Linked DNA regions of Gasterosteus aculeatus: region 2 is linked to region 1. The links are chromatin contacts, called in public Hi-C maps. All regions are on one chromosome and are shown on one strand. Each heading gives the region's core, a stretch centred on a gene start, on an enhancer-like site or on the middle of the called end of the contact. The rest is flanking DNA. Distances are from core to core; before and after follow the strand shown. Region 1 holds the start of apobec2a (apolipoprotein B mRNA editing enzyme, catalytic polypeptide-like 2a). Region 2 overlaps LOC120834822 (band 4.1-like protein 1).

Region 1 (5,764 bases), core at 1,955-4,454:
CAGCAAAGATGCTCAGCTTGATGTTTTTCCTGGCCTTCAACACTTCAGCTATCTTTGCTGCACACGCAGCGCATGGACTGGAAGACACGTACCTGAAAGCAACAGAGTGAGCGAATGTTTAACAGGATATGTGACATCATATCGAACTTTGTGATTAGTTCATTAAGGCAGTTATTGATAAGTCTTCTGTCTGAGAGAAACCTTAAGAATATCGGCGTAATCAGGGTAAAATGTGCTTGCTGTTTGGTTTCTTGGTTCCTTTATTAGCACTGATGGCCTCATGAATGTACACAGTTTGTGCGAAATTTGATAAATTGTGTAAAGATTGTTGAAGTAGCATTTGAAGCACATATTTTGTTGGCTTTGTAGCCCATGTTTTAAGCTTTCCACATTCATATTATTTGTTCACGATGACTGCCTCTAATTTGATCAAGAGAGGTATGTACCAGGTGACTGTGTATCTGACTGAAGGGTCATAGTTTGGGATGCACTGTATGAAGAAAGCCTCCTCAGCATGAGACCCCGAATGCTCATCCTCCAGATAGCCCCTCAGCAGCCCGTCATCTGTGTTCCCTTTATCTACGAGGTAACACAGGAAGGTCTTGTTGCGTCCCGAGGAGTATTCCACATTCTTGAACTGGAACTTAAATGCAAAAGGATCAATTCGGTCCCTGTGTAAAAACACAATGAATGAAAGAAACATAGTCAAGTCAGTTTAAAATTCTTACATGATGCAAAACCGAGATCAATTATTTTACGGCAACTCACACTTTATAAAGGACCATTAATTGCCTGTTTTATACAGCCACTGACTGCCTGCGGGCCGGTACCGGTCCGGGGCCCGGTGGTTGGGGACCTCTGACTTAGACGACATAAAGTGTGTGCACTATCCAGTCAAAGGTTTTATATAGCTTTTGTCTTGAACATTGAAAAATACAACAATGTATTCAAAATAAAAAATAAGTGTACGAAAGTACGTTTGGCTTGAATATCATTTTGACTCAGTGCTATACTTTCTTTCAATAAACATTTTTTCCATTTACCCCTATATTTTTTATATTTGTTGTATATTATATGTTTGGGTTGCAGATTTTATATTTTCAGATTCCGATCTTAAATTTTTAGGTTCACATTTGTTTTTCAAATGGAGAAAACCTTTGACCTGGATTTGGCTCCACGTCCCCCTGCTTTTTATGTTTAATATGACTCCTCCAAAGATGAAGACTTTGGAGTTGCCTTGATCCAGGACTTTGTATGTGACAGTAACAGTAATGGCACCAATACTAATGTTAGAAAAGGTGTCGGCAGGGCCACGTGAGGAGACGGGACCAGGCTGGTTATATCTGCAGAAAGCACCTCATCTCCGGTGCTTCAGTAATGGAATTAGTAATGTGCAGTAATGAGATCCTTATGGAACTAGAGAGAGAAGAAGTGAGAGGAGCTAAGTGTAACCTAGGAACTCCCCGAGCATTCTAGGCCATTAGAAGCCCATCTAATGGCACGGTTGAGGCTACAGGAGGCCTGTAAGAGAACTATAAGCGCTATCAACGAGGAAAGTCTTGAACCTCGTCCTAAATGAGGCGACTGTTTGCCGCCTTGGACTCAAAGTGGTTCCACTGCAGAGGAGCTTGATAACTGAAGGCTCCGGCTCACATCCGACTTTTGAAGACTCTATAGGAGCAACAAATAGACCGCCATCTATGGAGTAGTAGGGCAACATGGTATTATAAGCTCCTTGAGATAAGACGGTGCCTGACCAGCAAGTGGAGGAGAACTATCTTACGATTCTATTCTTGAATTAGCAGGGAGCCGGTGCAGAGAAGCAAATACAGGAGAAACATGATCCCTTTTCTTAGTTCTGGTTAATACACGTGCCGCAGCATTCTGAACTGGAGAGGCTGAAGACACTTATAATATAATAATGGTTTTCTAATAAAGAATTGCAGTAATCTAGTTTAAAAGTAACACATTAACTAAGTAATCATCCTCTCTCTCTCAAAATGGACGTAATTACAAGATCAGAGATTATTTGCCTGCACTAGTTCTAGAACAGAATTACTAAGAATGAATTTCAATGTAATATATTTGATATATCTCTCGCATTTTCCCTTATTGATTTTAATAGTTAGCTAAATTGGTCACGTTTTAGAAATGAAGTCGTTCACAGGGTGTGAAGATTTGCTAAATCTAGCTGCATTTCCAAGTTAGTGACACCGGCCAAACTTTCCTTAGAAGTTGAAGTGGGTCACGCAGACCAAAAGCAAAGAGCCAACATGCTGTAAAGTCTCAGGCGCTCATGTTTCCTGCATTCCAAAAACAGAAGAATTAACCATTGGAAAGTCTGCAGGAATACATTTCAATGAGCCTCTACTAAAAAGCATGAATAATGCTTGTAGATTCACACTGCTGAACAAAGAATCTTCTCAACTTTCAAGCAACTGATGAATAACTTTGTGTTTAAGTTTACACAAGCTGATACTTGACTGGTTTGTAGGGTTTGGTGTTCAACATCATCAAATTTAGAGGTTTGTCTTAATGTACATTTAGATATTTTATATTTACTACAATAAAACAACCTGTAAAACAAACTTCATTATATGGACATCTCATTTGAGCTTATCACACATTGTTTTTTGCAAGGCACTTGGGGGATTTTTCTCACATTTGTCACAGATCTCAAATGTAAAGGTGAAGATTCACTCAAATCAACTCTGATCGCTTCAGTACAATCATGTGGGGTCGTAATATTCTCTCAACCTTGTGAGCACACCATCACTTCAGTAAAAAAAATATACAGCACATTCATAATGAGGTCACTGCTCATCTTTCACTCTGTTTATTGACTGTTTTGTGGACCACACTTATTGATGTGAACCTACCCGTTGATGATTTCAAAAGCAGGTAGTTCCATTGGCTCAACCTGAGAATCTTCTGCACCGACCTCTGCGTTATCCTGTGCATGCCCTCCTTCATTCTTTATTTGTTGTACATCCACGGGCTTTTCGCTGGACAATTCTTCTTTTCTCTTTCCTCTCGTTACGGAACATCCTTTCTCCGCCATGATGAGAAGTAGGGTTCACTAAACTAAACTAAAACAAAAGAGACCAAGCAGAAGACAAGCAGAGAGGATTGAAAACCAAGTGAGGGGGTAGTTGAAGAGTAGAGAGGGCAGGGGAGAGCAGAGGAACAAAGTAAGGAGCTGACCAAGGGGGAGCAGAGGGGGAGAGAATGCTAGAATTAGACCATGCAGTTCATAAGGTCGTCTATACATCAGCCTCTTATGAATACTTAGTCACTTATTGGTAAGATGACTCCCTGAGAAAATACGTCTACTGTGGTGAGGAAGAGCTTTATCCAGACGTAATACAACCAGCAAAAAACTGAAAAGCTCTTAGTTAAGGATATTAAACCAATTGTATTGTTCTAATAGCATTCAAAGCTTCAACATATTTAATCAACGTTCAGAACAAAACACCGGATAATATTCATATATTTTTGGCACATAATGAACAACAATTAAGGATAATATAATAAAACTCAGCTTACAGTTCTGTCTATAAGCAGCTTAAATCTAACATCTAATATTGGCACTGGCCTTAAAGGCCCATATGGGTCACACCATGGTAGATCCACGCAGGCAGCTGCAGCTAACAGACCCAGTAGATCTATTTAAAGTGGGGGAGGTAGGGCCCCAACTATTTACAGTAGTTCTGACACAGGGTCTCTGCTTGTATGCCTTTGGGCCGACAGGGACTGCAGCTCATTTTGCATGGTGGCAGAAGTGTGTTAGTATTTCAGCTGCACAATTGCACAGAATAACATGATCAGTAGAGACCAGCTGGCCAAGAAAAGGATAGCTTGATTCCGAAGGCTCCGTTAGATGGCGGCAAGATCTAAAAAGTAAACTATATAAAACGCAGTGCCATTGTCACCTGTATAGAGCTCAGGCTGTCAAAGACAACAGGTTGCGAAGGTAATCCGCCCAAATGCTTACATGCTGAGCCTTCTGGTGGCTGAAAAAGATAGTGGTTATCTTCTTTTACCGTGGACCCAATAGTTCCCTTATTCTCATAATCAAATCATTGACCTGAAACCCAGAAAACGTTTTCAAAAGGGGGACTTTGGGGACCTAGATTTGTACCCTTCACAGTCCATCATAAGCATATGTACAACAAAAGTTTGATACCTACTTGTAAAAATGTATTCCAAACAATATCACATTCCTTCTAAAAATATGTGATTTCCAATATTTAGGATTCTCGCTACGACTGTATTTCATAGAATTATTATCCTCGCTAAGGATTTTTAGTTTTTTTTCTAATTTTTATTTGGCCAGTGTGGTCTTTAGACCTTTGCCTTTAAAAAACGCATTAAGCTTGAAAAGATATTGCTATAACTATGCGAGTGTGGCAAAATACTACAATTCGCCATGAAAATTGAAGTGGTTTTAAATTGTCCATAAATGCTGAGCTGCTCCATATTTCTCATACGTCGTCACCTCCTTACCCTGTACATCCATATGATGATTTTCATTCCCAGTAAAAGCGTCACCTGGTGGCAACATTAAGTTACATGTTATTTAATTTAAACCCTTCTCCTCTCAGATTAATCAGATTCCTCAGAAATATAGTCAGACCTTGATAATATTAAAGTTTCCAAAAAGTTCCTCCCAGTGCCGCTCCACGCCGCTAACAACAGATGATTATAACACAAGTATATGTTGGACAATATGAAACATTTTCCCTAAAAAACTACAACTAACACTAGGACGACCACTACTACAATTGCTTTTATTAATAACTACACCATTACTACTATTGCAATTACTTCCCAAACAATTACTTCCTCTTTGTCTGAGACCTATTAAGTGCCAAGGCTTTTTAATAGCTTCTTTTTTACCTTGCCAGTACTAAACCTACGACAATTAATACCACTGGTACAAATTTGACTTACTTCCTGCTACCACTATTAAAATTACTACTACTACGTATTGCTTTGTCTTTGGGCAGTTGCAGCCACGCTGTTAACATTTCTTGCGAAATGTTTTTGTTTGTTATATGCAGTTTTTTCTTCTTTTACACTTTTCTGTTTTGGTGACACTCACTTCTATAAATAAAAATATAAAGGTGAAAGTCACTATAGTCATATCAAATGTCCTCTTTTGTCAACACATGCTACAACACCCGTGCTCATTGTCTATATATATTCTCATGACCACACAGCTGCTCAGCAAACCAATCCCCTACAAGTAAAGGGTGCAGCTGCCATTCCGCAGACATAAACAGAGAAAGAGGGGGAGCTCAGTCAAACCATCAGAGAGAGTGATAGAGATGATTGAGACAAGTTCAGATGGGTTATGAATGAGTACCGAACTAGCTAAAAGGACTACTGCACATTTTAAAAAGGACCTTTTGGATTACCTCCTACAACTTGGCAAAAATACCCTTTTGAAGCCGCAATGGCCGATAGCAGCGGTCCGCCATTGTCATCCTACATCATGGATGAAGAAACTCTAAAGAGAAAACAAAAGGAGAAGCTGAAGAAGCTGATGTCTACAGGAGGCAACCCAAGGCCTGCACGCTCTCTCCTCTTCTTGACACTTAGGAATCCATTCCGCAAGGCGTGCATCAGTGTTGTGGAGTGGAAGTATCCTGCTGTAGTAGTGTCCCTATGCATTACATTTTACAATGACATTTCATTGTGACTGCAGCTGCCCCTCAGCATATGTAGTTTCAGTAATAATTAAATGGTTTATGTTTACCGC
Region 2 (5,764 bases), core at 1,385-3,884, 82 kb before region 1:
GGGACGCTTGTGGCTGTCTCATGCTCCTCCCCCTTTCAGTTAGCGCCGTGTTTAGAGCTATTCTTTGCCTTCCGTGTGCCTCATCATACGTTCAAAATCCTCAGGTCCTTAAAGAGCCTTAACTTCTCATGTGTGTATGAAAAACCATTAGGAGCACTGAACAGCGAAGCAGCCGCGGGGATGTTTACATGTCTGTTTGTGGGGATCGGGTGGGAGGAACGAGAATCGTCTGAATGGCATTCGGATATTTCGCATGGGATATTGGCAATATATGAGGCCTGGTGCATTTTATAGGTGTGTGTTCTTATTTAAAGACAATGCTGCTGATCCTTTCCTTTCCCCGTAGTCTCCTGAGGCCGCGAGGGGCTGCCGTGCCGCCGAGGCGCCGCGCAGTCTGTATGTAGCGTGTAATCCGGTTAAGTAGTTTGTACTTTGAAGGGAAGTGTGCTGTAGGCTACTGAGTCTCGCTCAGAATCATCCATCAAGAAATGTGTAATATACTGTTTTGTACACTTCAAATCATTTATATAAAAAAATCCCTTTCTAAAGAGATGATTTACTTTGTTTTTGTGTAATAACTGTTTCATACTGTAGCTAACTGTTGCTCAGCATGATTATTCCTTTGTCTTCTCTTCTGTCCATCTGCAAGTCGACCGATTTGCTTTGGCAACGTGCACGGCTCATGCATCTGATCATTTAGTGTAAACTATATGTATCTGAACCATGATGAGCCCCCCGTCTCAGTCAGCCCCTCCGAGGTGTCCATACACACTTTACGTGAGGCTTCCCTCTGTTGCTGTTTGTTGTTTATACTGTGTTAATAAAGATTATTGATTTATAGAACAATGTCAAGCTCTGTGGGTCAATCCGTCACTACATCACGGGACCAACATATGGGAGTATGTTCTTCTCTACTTGTTCACATTACAATTAAACAAATGAAACACGTGGATGTAGAGTTACAGTTTACTGAAGGGATACTCCGGGGATTTAACAAAGCACGGCTCCAATTAAAACTGCCAAGAGCTACAGATTAAAACTTTGGGTCCCGTTCCAATAACAAGGGAGTCCACACTCACGTTTCTGAAGTGAAACAAGACGGTTGACTTACAAATAAATGTTGAATGATACATTTTTGGCCGACCAAAAGGTTCAAATTACGATCTGATAACAAACTGTGAAAGGGTTACATAATAATTATAACCTGTCAATCACAACGTAGACAACAATGTCATGAAAAAGTCAAGGTGTAGTATTTCTATAATAAAGTCCACAGTATATTCTACATGTATATATACGAAAGAAGACATAAAAGAGTCATAACTATGAGGCTGGAATCTCTTCTTCATATCTTGATGTGTCACCGGTGTATCAGGTGACAATTGTAGATCTTTACGCCATAACCGTGAAAATACCATAGTATGATTTACCCTAATACTAATAACTAATACTAATAACAGCAATGTATGCTGACATTTATTTCAATATACTATAGACAGTCATAGCAGAGTTTGTCTTCTATTTGACAGGCTCTACTATGAATGTCTTATTTTCTTCCCCATACTATTTTTCAATTTTTTATGACAGATTATACGATTATTTTATATATATTTTTTATTTTTTACATAATATACATTGTTCATTTAATTCAGTTCCGTGTCTTTCTTCAACTTATAAACTACAGGTATTTGTTGACTTTTAGAAATGGTATTACTCTGTTTGGCTTTGACTTATTTGGACGTTATATACTATTACTTTTTTCCACATAAAAGGATTGCGTTGTTAAAAAAAGTGGACAAAAAGGCATCAAGTGCAATCGTGTATCAGACCGTTTAGCGCACTAGATGGCGCTAACAGCATATAAATAACTTCTTCAAACCTGCTGCCAGCATCGTTGTGCTGATGGAGGCCAGGAGATGGCAGTGAAGAACAAGGCGTCAACGGCAGCCTCCACTTCTCACACAAAAAAACTACAATTAATCACATGACGAACTGCTGATGGATGAAAGTCATTTAATGAAGTAGACAAAGAATTTGTTTCCCCACAGTCCACTATTAGACAACTGGTCCCCTTCCCCTCTTCAGTGGAGTCAGACACAGTGTTTGAATCATACTGAGACATTTATTTATGCATGTAGGTTTTCCATTTAGACTGAATGCAAATACAGCAAATACACACCACCAAGCACGAGGGGGATGTAGAGCAAGAAGGCAGCGCAGCTCAATGCTCTTCAGGAAAAAAAGAACATAAAACAACCTAAAACCCATAATGGGAACTCATCTGGATTGTCCACGTTAATGGGGCCAATAAATATTGTCATGTCGCTGAGGACCCAAAGGGTCCCTCAATGTCCCGTCCTGGTCCAAGCGAGTAATTCGCTTTGTAAGACCAGCTCCGGTTCGCCCTCCGACTGAGGGGGGGGGGGTCGTTTCCACGTCCGCCTCGGGGATGATTGACGGCTGAGCTGTGATAACGCCGGCTGCTGCTCTCGTCAGCACCACTCCGAACATAAGGCACCCACTCATGAGACGCTGGTTTTACACCCACGGGCTCAAAGTCTACATGGGCACCACACAGAAGTGTGCATATATACCGTATGTGTGCATGTGCATGTGGATGGAGGCCCCTCCTCCCTCCATCTCTCCCCTCGTCTGTCTCCCATCAGTGGTGAGTCCGTTTCAAACAGCTTTACAGTGTACGTACGTGCTGCAGTCATCAGCGAGGTGCCTCCACAACAGTCCAGTGTCAGAAAACAAGGAAGAAAAAAAAACTAAAAACAAATGAATTTCCTCCGACGCATCAACAGCAGGGGGCGACACTTCCAAGCTTCCTTTTGCGTACCGCCTCTGCGTTACAGTTCACAGTTTTCTCCTTTTAGAGGACAGGTGACGCGAGCGATGGCTGCTTATTGCAATTTCTCCTTGTTTCTTTTTACAGCGATGAGTGAGATGCTCCGCCTCCGGCTAACAGCAGCGAAAGGTCACCAGCGAGGGTCAAGCTCCATCACAGGGGGGTCTATGGGTGATTAAGTGATGCATAGTATATCATTAAAGGTCATCCTGGTGACACTAGGGGAGGGAGGGGGGGGGCACAGGCCTCACATTCACCACTCCTATAAATACAGTTCGACAGAATGAAAAAAAAAAAAACCACGTTAGGATAATGCTCGTGAACGTGCACAAACTTAAAAGTTGTAGTTTTGCCGCCCGAATTAATAACTCTCATACCACAAAAATATTTCAAATGATGAACGAACATATCAGGGGCACAAGAACTAAAGAAACGACTGAAGGGTTTGCCCCCCCCCCCCAAAGGGAAGTGTGCGCATGCGTCCTGCAGCACCACTTCTCTGGTTTGGAGTTCGCTCTGATTAACTTAATCTTCCAGCTCGACCGCGTCAAAGTGAAGAGGAAAGCAAACAGTCTCCATGACGGCAGTCAGTCAAATCATCACATTTCTGAAAAGCTTTCAAATAAAACATTATTCATATTAAAATATCTCTCAACGTCGTACGACGGCGCCCGAAACCAGTGACCAGCATTTCCTCAACGTTGACGTGAAAATAAAAAAACGGTGAGGGCGAACCGGACGAGTCCCGGCTGTCCTTCCTCAGTGGACCCCCCCCCCAGCGGTCTGTAGGGGCTCAGACCCATAATATATATATATATATACATATATGGATGCCTTTGTGTATTTATTCATATTTTGCACTCCCGCTGCTATTTTGTATCTATCTCATCATGCAGATTATCTGACATTATACATAAACAAGCAAACACTGCACATAAATTAGATCCTCTATAGATAAAAATGTAAAAAGCTTATAAGACAGCTGTGGATTTTACTGAAGCTGCAGTCAGGAGGAGGCGGCATCGAGCGAGAGGCCGCTTGGCGCTGTTCATTTAACCCCCCCCACTCTTATACCTTGTTCATCCAGGACCCTTACGGGGAGGGATTCAGACCACCTGACCCAATGGGCCCAGGACAGATGTGTGTGTGTGTGTGTGTGTGTGTGTGTGGGAGGGGGGGGTTGGGCGAGAGTCAGAGCTGGTTGTGGAGGTCTACTGCTTCATGGAAGTGAGTCCGTTCTTGTTCCAGTGTTTTCACAGAGAGTCTTGGGGGGGGGGGCGTACTGCGGGAGAGGGGGGGGGGGGGGGGGGGGGGGGGGGCAGACCGGAAGGCGCTCGTCTGTTGGATGCTCTCCCGCCCCCCTCCCTCGTCTCAGCAGCCACCACGGCCGATCAGGACTGCAGAAGAGACAAACAGCATCACAGATGAGTCATGAAACTGCACCATAACATGTTTATTATCTCCATGTCAGACGACTTAATATACTGTGACATGTTCATGACCTTCTACACTGTGACATTTTAGAACTTACTATACTTTGACCTTTTAAATGATTTTGGCCCGGCGCCTGCTAGAGCGTTAAATAATGGATCAGACGTCGCACACCTCTGCCTGCTGCTGCAGCTCCTCCGTCGGAGACTCGCTTTCCCTGATGACCACGGCTTTTGTCACCAGCATGTCGGGGTGCTGCTGTTTGGCCTCTTGGATCGCCATGGCGAGCGCCTGGGAGGGACACGAGGCGTCAGCGCGTGTGCCCTTCTTGCAGATATAGAACAATGTGTGGAAGTGTTGCGGGTCTCGTCCTTCTCACCTGATGTTGGTCCACATCCTCGTCTCCTGTGATTATGATCCTCTTCTCGATTCTGGTCTCTGAGAAGCCTCCTTTCACCGTCTGCAGCAGACGAAAAAGGGAATTCAGTGACTGTCGATGTCAGTTTACAGAAGACAAAAGAAGTAGTCATAGGTCATTGTTGTGTATTTCCAGTAGTCACTTATTAATGTGAAGAATAGTACATTTTATTGTGTCATCATTCATAGACCGATGAATAAAACAGGATTTATATCAGTTTATTGATCCCAGCATGTCGACAACGAGGAATGAAACCTATTCATCCGTCCGGGCCCCAGTTAAACTGTCACCATGGCAACAGATGAGGTGTTACCTTGGTAACTTGAGTTGTGGTTGCTGAGGTGACGCTGTCAGCGGTGATGGTCAGCGGGGACACGACAGAATCCCTCCCCTGGGATCCGGCCTTTACCTACAGCACAGTTGTGTTACAGTCACACACACACACACAGACGCACACATTGATGTGCTTCCTCTGTAAACATACTTACAGGGGAGCCGTTTTCTTTAAGGACAGCCGGAGCTTCACGTGGGCCGACAACTCTGAAGTTCTGCAGGAGAGAAGAATGCTCTTTATTAACTTCCACCTAGAAAGTGCAGCTGAATGGAAGAATTCACTGCAGGAGACGACAAACATCAGCAGTCAGTTATTACTGATCCACACAGAACAATACAAGTGGCAAACATGACAGCATGACTTTCACCTGGAATCATGTCCCTGGTCCCTCAAGAGTAAGTCTTATTTCACCCCTTAACAATACACCAGAAGATGCTACGCAGAGCGGATTTCACTGCAAGCAAGCGACAGATACACATCGATATCTGATCATTTTTTAGGCGATAAAACTATTGATTAGTACCTCTTCAAAAGGCACAAAATCCCAAATCCATTTCACATAATAATTGTCTCGAAATATTCTTCCCACAGTTCGTATGTACACATAGCGTCACTGTGTATTCGTACGGATAGAAACATGACACTGTGTGACATTGATTGATGAGGATGGTAAATTCAACTGTTTTTCTTCTCATTAGGGTTAAACCGCATTGTGGTAAAACACTCTGAG

Evidence for each region. Hi-C and Micro-C count contacts between places; a contact is called where the count stands out from the background.
Region 2: a Hi-C map of tail fin shows a contact between it and region 1, with 4 times the contacts expected there. The contact joins the enhancer-like site here to the promoter of apobec2a in region 1. A contact is called at or near these places in 2 of 6 Hi-C or Micro-C datasets (skeletal muscle and tail fin).

The regions. Positions count from the first base shown.
Region 1 is chr17:20,239,102-20,244,865 of fGasAcu3.hap1.1, reverse strand. apobec2a (apolipoprotein B mRNA editing enzyme, catalytic polypeptide-like 2a) reads right to left here and starts at 3,204. Exons shown (of 4, transcript XR_013453161.1): 1 at 2,880-3,204; 2 at 447-671; 3 at 1-92. LOC120835575 (dihydropyridine-sensitive L-type skeletal muscle calcium channel subunit alpha-1) reads left to right here and starts at 5,270. Exons shown (of 43, transcript XR_013453160.1): 1 at 5,270-5,646.
Region 2 is chr17:20,320,076-20,325,839 of fGasAcu3.hap1.1, reverse strand. It overlaps LOC120834822 (band 4.1-like protein 1), which reads right to left. Exons shown (of 22, transcript XM_078091701.1): 18 at 5,189-5,248; 19 at 5,014-5,109; 20 at 4,662-4,742; 21 at 4,457-4,573; 22 at 2,103-4,248. The coding sequence ends at 4,243. It overlaps cntn4 (contactin 4), which reads left to right. Exons shown (of 23, transcript XM_040204296.2): 23 at 1-843. Among protein-coding and RNA genes, the nearest start is that of LOC120834822, 46 kb to the right of the region's middle. Within about 2 kb of position 2,634, at least 3 of the 9 cell types and tissues checked have open chromatin away from gene starts, as enhancers often do.